2 separate regions of the Capsicum annuum genome follow, and region 1 is linked to region 2. The links are chromatin contacts, called in public Hi-C maps. All regions are on one chromosome and are shown on one strand. The core of a region is the stretch at or near the end of the contact, and the rest is flanking DNA. Distances in the headings are between cores, read along the strand shown. Region 1 overlaps LOC107848202. Region 2 has its middle 3.4 kb from the start of LOC107848153.

Evidence for each region. A called contact is a pair of places that touch in the nucleus more often than the background predicts.
Region 1: a contact with region 2 is called in a Hi-C map of leaf, with 3 times the contacts expected there. The contact joins two enhancer-like sites. A contact is called at or near these places in 3 of 5 Hi-C or Micro-C datasets (leaf and placenta).

Annotation. Positions count from the first base shown.
Region 1 is chr11:29,412,005-29,416,180 of UCD10Xv1.1, reverse strand. LOC107848202 reads left to right here. Exons shown (of 2, transcript XM_016692909.2): 2 at 638-1,265. The coding sequence ends at 1,052. Among protein-coding and RNA genes, the nearest start is that of LOC107848202, 9.8 kb to the left of the region's middle. Within about 2 kb of position 1,905, at least 4 of the 5 cell types and tissues checked have an H3K27ac peak or open chromatin away from gene starts, as enhancers often do. A contact at or near this core is called in leaf, where this site is marked.
Region 2 is chr11:29,291,143-29,295,176 of UCD10Xv1.1, reverse strand. No RefSeq gene overlaps it. Among protein-coding and RNA genes, the nearest start is that of LOC107848153, 3.4 kb to the right of the region's middle. Within about 2 kb of position 2,041, at least 1 of the 5 cell types and tissues checked has an H3K27ac peak or open chromatin away from gene starts, as enhancers often do. A contact at or near this core is called in leaf, where this site is marked.

The DNA.
Region 1 (4,176 bases), core at 656-3,155, 120 kb before region 2:
GTTAGCTACTGGTAAACAAGCATCCAGTTGTTAATACTGGTAGTTGGAGTATCAATTACTGTGAAAATGATGTCTATATATGATCGTTTTTCAGTATTTTAGACTGCAGAAGCTATAGGGTCTGTGTTACTTCTTATTTGCGAGTGAATGGTAGTGTTTCGACAAGTAGCTAATTCATGAAAAAGGATGTAACTTCCGGATCTTTCAGAATTGTTAGTCAACTGTTTTCGATTGGGGCAGTTGACAATTGAAACCGATTTTGACTATTTTCAGTTGATAATCAAGCTGATGCTGCATTTGTGGGAGCATAATTTTTGAAAGTGATGTCTGAGAATTATGAAAATAAAAGATCACTAATGACTTAATAAATACAACACGAATCTATTTATATTGTGAGATACAGTTCAAATCTTTTACTTGACCTATGCCTAGAACTAATGCGTGCAATACAACATGCAATGCATATCTAACAAAGTATAAGTAACTATCAAACAATCTCAATAGCGATTTATTTAGGTTAATTAGACTTTGGAAGCTATAGTGACCATGTTAATTTTACATGAGTTGAAAAGGTAGCTTTTGGATTGCGGCTCATTTTCTGTTTGCTAACAATCAAGAACCGGTGCTTCATCTGCAGGAACATGGTTCCTGTCCCCTTCATTGTGCTCTACTTAAAGAAATTAGCAATCTTCCTTGCTGGAACGAACAAGTCAGCATCAAAGCTTTTGGATATGTTGTTCGAGAGGGCCAAAGACAAGGCAGGTCCAGTGAAAGAATTTCAATGGCTTGGTTTAATGCTCTTCGTGGCAGTTCCATTCCCCGGAACCGGAGCTTGGACAGGTGCTATCATAGCTTCTGTGCTAGATATGCCTTTCTGGTCTGCTGTTTCAGCAAACTTTGTTGGCGTTGTCTTTGCTGGCCTACTAGTGAACTTGCTGGTGAATCTTGGACTGAAATATGCCATTATAACCGGCATAATACTTTTTGTTATTTCAACATTCATGTGGAGTATCCTTCGAAGTCTTAAAAGTTCTCTGAGCTCATCAAGCTGATATCAAATCCTGTAGAAGTTTTGAGGTGATCAGTATTAACGCATTATGGATAATACAGAAACGGAGAATAGAAAGAGAAGTCCTTTTTCTTTCTCAAATTCATCAGTATTACAATTTTTTCTTCGCGTATTGCTATTATTTGTATTGGGATCCATCACATCGTCTCTTCAATCTAGAATGCATCAACCAGGTGAATTCACTTGTCTCGCACAATTCTTCTAGTTATGCCTTTTCGCCTTTACTTTCTGTATTCTTATATGCAATGATAGTGATGGAGTACTTCGGATCAACAAAATTCTAAAACTATGTAACCAACTGGTACTTCATTGGTTTTCCTTGCCACTGGTATGGTTTAGTTGGATCATTTTAGAAGATCTTCCGCCTTCCAAGAGAGACAAAATTTATAAGTATGCATTATGTGGGATTGCAAAATTATTGAACAAGCATAGAGTTTGTTTTGAGGATTATCCAGATCATAAAATTTTACATCACAGCATACTGATGAAATAATGACATCTATTTAAAACATATATGCCATGGTTTCTTACTTTGATAGGGTACAAATATTTTGGCCGGTTTCATGTAGCTTCACAAAGATTTTTTAGAGTAAAATCTCCTTGTGTTGCAGGACCCATAGTAACAGCTATGAATGTGCTCAATTCTTTGTTCGACACTGCGCCACCATTTTCTCTTTTCCAGAGTCATACCTGGATGCGCATGTAAACAAAATTTGGGAAAGATGAAACGTCTTAAGTATATGGTATGCACACATGTACGCAGATATTTGTGTATTCATGGATATACGCCTCCTACCGTTATCACCATTCTCAACCTACTACACTCATCCTCCTCAAACACCACCGCAGTTTATGTACATAGATAGACACCTCCTGGCATTCTCAACTCAGTAAACCGTCATCCTCCATTCAAACACCACCATAGTTCCATCATCCCACGGCAATTTATAGCACCCATACACACTTCAAGAAGTTATTTTACTCACCACCACCATTTGAATCCAAAGAAAAAAGGTTTAGGATCTGAAACGGAGGAGAGCTGTGCTAATGTGCTTGGTTACCCTTGTACTTGTGTTCATGGTTTGACTAAAAAGGCAACCAAACCGATTAAACAAACCAACATTTGGTTTGGTTTGGTTTGGTTTGGTTTGATTTTAAATTTTAAAAGCGGATGATATTTGGTTCGGTGTTAATTTTATTAAAAAATAATTGAATAAGTAATCAAACTGAATCGATAAATTATACACTTACATAAGTTTTATAATTATTTGAATATATGATATTAGCTTTTCATAAATAACTACGAATATTTTATGTCTTTTGATCATTAATTTGATCTTACTCTACTTTCACATGTATTACAACACTGTTATAGTTCCATTTTTAAAAATATTCCGAAATCCAACATTCTTTTATCTAATGGGGTGTGCTATATTGTCGCTTTTTAATTTTCTTTGCCGAGACATCCATCTGCTCTTCAATGCCTTGCCCATTTGATTTTTGTAGAGTTAACCATTCTATTTAAAGTTGTATCTTAGTTTTGTGCAGTGACGGACCTGGGATTTAAGGAGTGTGGGTGTGTACTACAGAAAAAAATAAAAAATTACCTCAACATGCCAGTGCACCTAATCAACTTCTTGTTTAGTGGGTGCTTTTATATAATTTATACTTATTTTCGTATATTTTTATTGTAATTATACCTATTCCGTATCGAGTTTAGTGGGTGTCGGAGCATCCAAAAATGATGTGTAGGTCTACCCCTGATTTTGTGGATGTTAGACATGTGATGTGGAGTAACCTCTATATAGCTATGCAACTTATACATGTTAAAACATCGGAATAGTATTGAAAAATACTAGAAGAATTTTATATATTCATCTTAAGATAGTAAAGAAAATCGTTGATTATGAATGTTCATTTGAAATAATTATCTCATGTTATCGTAATTTTACCACTATCAATTTATCAGCTAGTTAAAAATCAAATCAAACTGAAAAATTTAAAAACCAATTAAAATGGTTTGGTTTTGATTTTAGTCAAAAATCAATTCAAACTGAACCATGAACATGCATGGCCCTGGTAACTCTTTTTAACTCAACCTGTCAAATAGGCTAAATCGTGCAAATAACTGTAATATGGTTATTTTTGTCAATGAACTGGCAAAAATCCAAATGACAAGGCGTGCCAAACATCCATTTTTTCATCTAAAAATTCCACATAAGCACAATTTAAGTATAATTTATTACATAAAATCTTAACTCTCAAAACATATTACAAAAAATTCACTTTTTCTTATTCTCTCTCTAAAAAGATATATACCTAGCTTTACCAAAATTGACTCATATTTTTTCTTCTTGGAAGAAGCCTACAATTAAGGGGCGGTTACCATTTTTAAATTTGACTCCAATTCTGCTACTCTCTGGCATTCAATTTTAACTAAAACTCCTTTTAACATTCTGAAATTTTAAGATCTGAGGTTAGTAAAAAGAATTTTTTTTGTTTTAATCGAAAATTGAAGATTCCGAATGAACAAGTTGTTGTATGTATGATTTTTTCATAGTAATGGAGCAAGTTTTTGGTTTTCTACTTTCACAAATTATATAATCGATTTCTAGATTATACTTTTTTATTTTCAAATTTGGTTTTCAAATTTGACTATTTCCATGTTATAAATTAACTATATATTAGTTAGTAAATGGATGATTCTCCTTCTTTTAGTTTAGGACTAACTCAGTTAGAGCCTAATGAACCAACAAATCGGGTTGTTGGGTTCGTTCCCGGTGAATTTGATTACGAGAAACCTAATTTTAGTGAATACAGATCAAAACATCGTAACGACCCCATTAAGATGAAAAACCTCAAGAAAGTTGCTGATGGAAGGTCGAAAAAACAAATTGGATAATTGTAAAGAAAAGCAAAAAAAGATGATACTACACGGTCATGTCTACCAAAGATTTTTTTGTTTTTTCGATTTTGAATTTCATTGTTAATTTGTACTAGGTATTTATGTTATTTTCGATAATGTGAGGTTTTCAAACTTTTAATTACTTGGAGTTAGTTGTTAGTTCTGCTGTAGATTTTGAGATTTTTCTTCAATTTGATCTATC
Region 2 (4,034 bases), core at 792-3,291:
GGAGAAGAAAATAAGACAGTATTTAGTGTAAATGTTGTAATTGCTAAGATAGTATCTACCTTGATATAATGTATTCCTTAAATCACAAAATGTCACGACAGAATTTTCTACATATAACTTTTCTAGCAACACGTCATTTATTTCAGAGAATTCGCCCCATAATGTGATAGATTTTCTATCACATCTTTATTTTTCAAACAAAGAAAATAAGATTAAATTAGTAAATTAATAAGACAGTTTATGTATTATACAAACACTTTCGTTTCGTAAAAAAATTAAGTTTGACTTACTCTTCATTCATAAGTACTATTTCTCTTCGGATTGTGCCTTTTGTGAACAACTTAGAACTGACGAAGATGCCAAATATATCTGAAAAAAATATTAAGTATGTATAGTAGATAAATAATAGTAAAAAGTTGAATTTATGACAATGGTAATTACTTGATGAAAGTTAAAGGAATTACCTACTATTGTTTCTTTGGTATGCAATTTTTCATCTTCGAATGAAACAAAATTCTTAGAAAAAGAAAATGTAGAAAAAGGACTGTGACATTCTTGAACTATAGTGGAGGTTAAGAATCCAAGTTTAATGTCCTTATTAACGGATTGAAAATTAGGATTGACCCCAATAATGCGATCGTTTATGATATAGCAAACTTTGGATTGCTGTAAAGAATGTCCAAACGTTTCAATATGTTCATTGAACTGTGTACCATTAATTTTTGTACCCTGAAAAAAAAAGCATAATATGAAATTGATAGATATAAGAGTAAAACAGAAACTGAGAAATATGTATTTGTTGATGTGTGTGAAGCAATCATGAGGTTACTTTAGTTACCAGTAAATAGCTACAGAACGACCAACTACTAAATGTAAAAAAAATAACGTGTAGTTGTTCCACTAAACCTGACATTATTTTATTCCGCTTTTCAAGTGGGATAAATTAATTCAAGAGTAATTTAATTACCTCTTCATCAACTAATATCACCATTTTTCGAGAACCGCCTCCATTCTTAAACAGTTTCGTTGGGCCGCTTCCGATGACCAAGACTTTGATCATCCAGATATAATCCCTTGGCTTTAAAGTGTTGATACTCACAACTTCGGTGATAGGATCCATTAAATAATCTTTAAAAAAATAAAAGTTATAATGATAAGAACGTAAAATTTCATAATAGAGGTAAATTTGTGAGATGAGAAGAATGATACCTGAATATGTGAATCTTCTTGGTAGGCGGGTAGATAAAGAAGTTAGTTATGAGCAACAGAAATTATAATAATTAAAATGACACATAGAACGATAACAACGTAGAATTCATAATATATTGAATTAATAGGTCACATTAAGCTACACACTAAATTAAATTAAACTAAGCAATTTAAGTTGGCATAGCAAATAATATCGTGTTTAATTAACAATGTAAAAAGGGAGAGATGATATAACGATCAAAAATCTGGAAATAAAATTGTTGAAACTATGATGAGACGAAAAACAATGAAAATTGACAGCTGTTTATATAGAAGACTGGAAAAGCAGTATGTTTATTGGTTGGAAGAAACCAAGTAGAAATTAAATAGGATTGAAAACATTATAGCTAAATTTGGAAAGGATTTAACTGTAAACCAAGTAGGAATCAAATTAAATTTTTAAAAATGAAAAACGGTGGAAGGCAAATTTTACAAAAAAAAAAGATGGATTTAATGGTAAATCAAGTAGGAACCAAAAAAAGGATGGATTTAATTGTAAATCAAGTAGGAACCAAAGTAGCTAAATTTGGTAAGAAAAATTAAAAAAAAAAAAAAACGGGTGTTTGCAAGAAAGTAGTAATCAAAGTAGCTAAATTTGGTAAGGAAAATTTTACAAAAAAAAAAAAAAAGCGGGTGTTTGTAGGAAAATTTGGTATATTTATTTTATAGAATTTAATTAGAGAAAAAAGGGTAAAAGATAATTTTATCTAAAGCAAACTATTTTAATGAAAGACAAAAAGTTCAATTCACTTTTCAAAGAGCCTTCAGGCTTTTAATATATTATAGATATATAATTGAAAATTCTCTCTTTTTGGTTGGATAGAAAAATATGAATGAGAAATCTATACAATTACCGTTCCTCGTTAATAAAGACATTTGTCCGTGACAGAATCTTCAGCTAACTTTTGTCATAAAAAATTGCCCGTGTGCACCTCTGAGTTATGAAGGAAAAAGTACCGATCTTTACTTGGGTAAACCAATTTGTCCTCTCAATTTCAGTATTTCTTTTTTATATTAAAAATTGATTAATTTAAATTAAAATTCAGATATTATAAGACTTTTATATATTCGAAACTTAAATTCGAGATTTTTAATTAATGGTGAAATTAATTGTGAAAGGATCCAACTATCTTAGAACAACCTATATTGATTGTTCTTTTCGTTTTTCTTGATTAGTAGAAATAGTAGCATATGTTATTCAAAATTTTGATATAATGATTTTCGAAAACAACCTCTCTATCTTTTTGAGATAGTGATAACATTTGCGTACATATTAATTTCATCAAACTTCACTTATGGGACTTTACTGCGTATTTTGTTGCTGCTGACTTTGATAGTTTAGGAATATTATGGGTAAAATTCAGAAATAACATACTTATCCCCTTAATTATGAGTTTCATAGCAACGGTTTCATAATTACATAATATAGTAAGTTGTATTTTATATTTTTGTAAACTGTTGTACAAAAATACAAATACATATAATTTTTACTGCCCTTATGATTGATATGTATTTTGTATTTTTGCAAAATGTTGCTATAAAAATACAAATACATACAAATACATATACTACAAAATGTAATTTGATAAAAATATTATTATTTTTTGTAATTTAATATTGAAGTATGCTACTTTATGTATTTTTTTTCCTATTATAAATGACTTTAAACACAATGAAATTATTTTATCAATTGTTTGTATATTTTCTTTCAAAATAATATAATTTATTGAGTTACATGGTATAATATTTCATTTTATATTGTATATTTTTGGGAATTCCTCCTTTAAAAGTGAAGAATATTATATTTTGGGCAAACTATATAAATCTCAACAGTTTGAAGCTTAATTACTGAAAAATCCGATATTTTGCATAATTACTGCTAATCCCGATTTTGGGTATGTTGAGATACATAATTAGCTCCTAATACATCCAATGAAGATACATTTTTCATTTGTAAAGATACATAAATAACAACCGTTATATTTTTTCTGATTTTGAGTCTGTCGAAATACATAATACATCGAAGGAAGATATATTTTTTTCTTGTAAAGATACGTAATTAGCTCCCGATACATGTTCCTTTTGGGTCTGTCGAGATACATAATTAGCTCCCCGATACATTCAAGAAAGATACATAATTAGTTGAAATTTTTGTAATTACTTTGTAAGAATAAAAATTTGTATAAATATGATAAGATGAAGTGTATACTTATGTAATTTATCCTTATATTTTTGCTATAAATACAGCCTAATGGCCCAATGTCAGTAGGATTTGGATCCATTAATAGTTTCTCATTGGTTAGAAAGTGGGATAGCCCAACAGGTGATAACTACTAAACACTAGTTGTTCATTTAGGGTCCACCTACAACACTGGGCCATGCTCTCTGGGCCCACCAAATATCTGGTCCAAAATTTTCTCTCTTTCTCCTCAAAACGGCCTACATTTCTTGGAGAATGAAGGTCTGCTGATGAAAAATCACCAAAATTACGCCGGAGAGATCGAGAAGGAGAGAGCTCCTCCTTTTCTCTCACACACATACAGTTGTCCGGTTGTTTTAAAGGAAATATAAGAGTGCGTTGAAATTAAACTAGTGGCACCACCAGAAATGGATATATGACAACAAATGTTTTAGCAACGGTTACAACCGTCACCAAAAAATTTGATTCTAATGCCACAACTTAGTAATATAACTGTTGCCATTGATTTATAACCATGGCAATAGACATCCATGTAACAACTTAAGAATTTTTTTCATAAAAAAGTTTTATTAAATATAACAGTTAT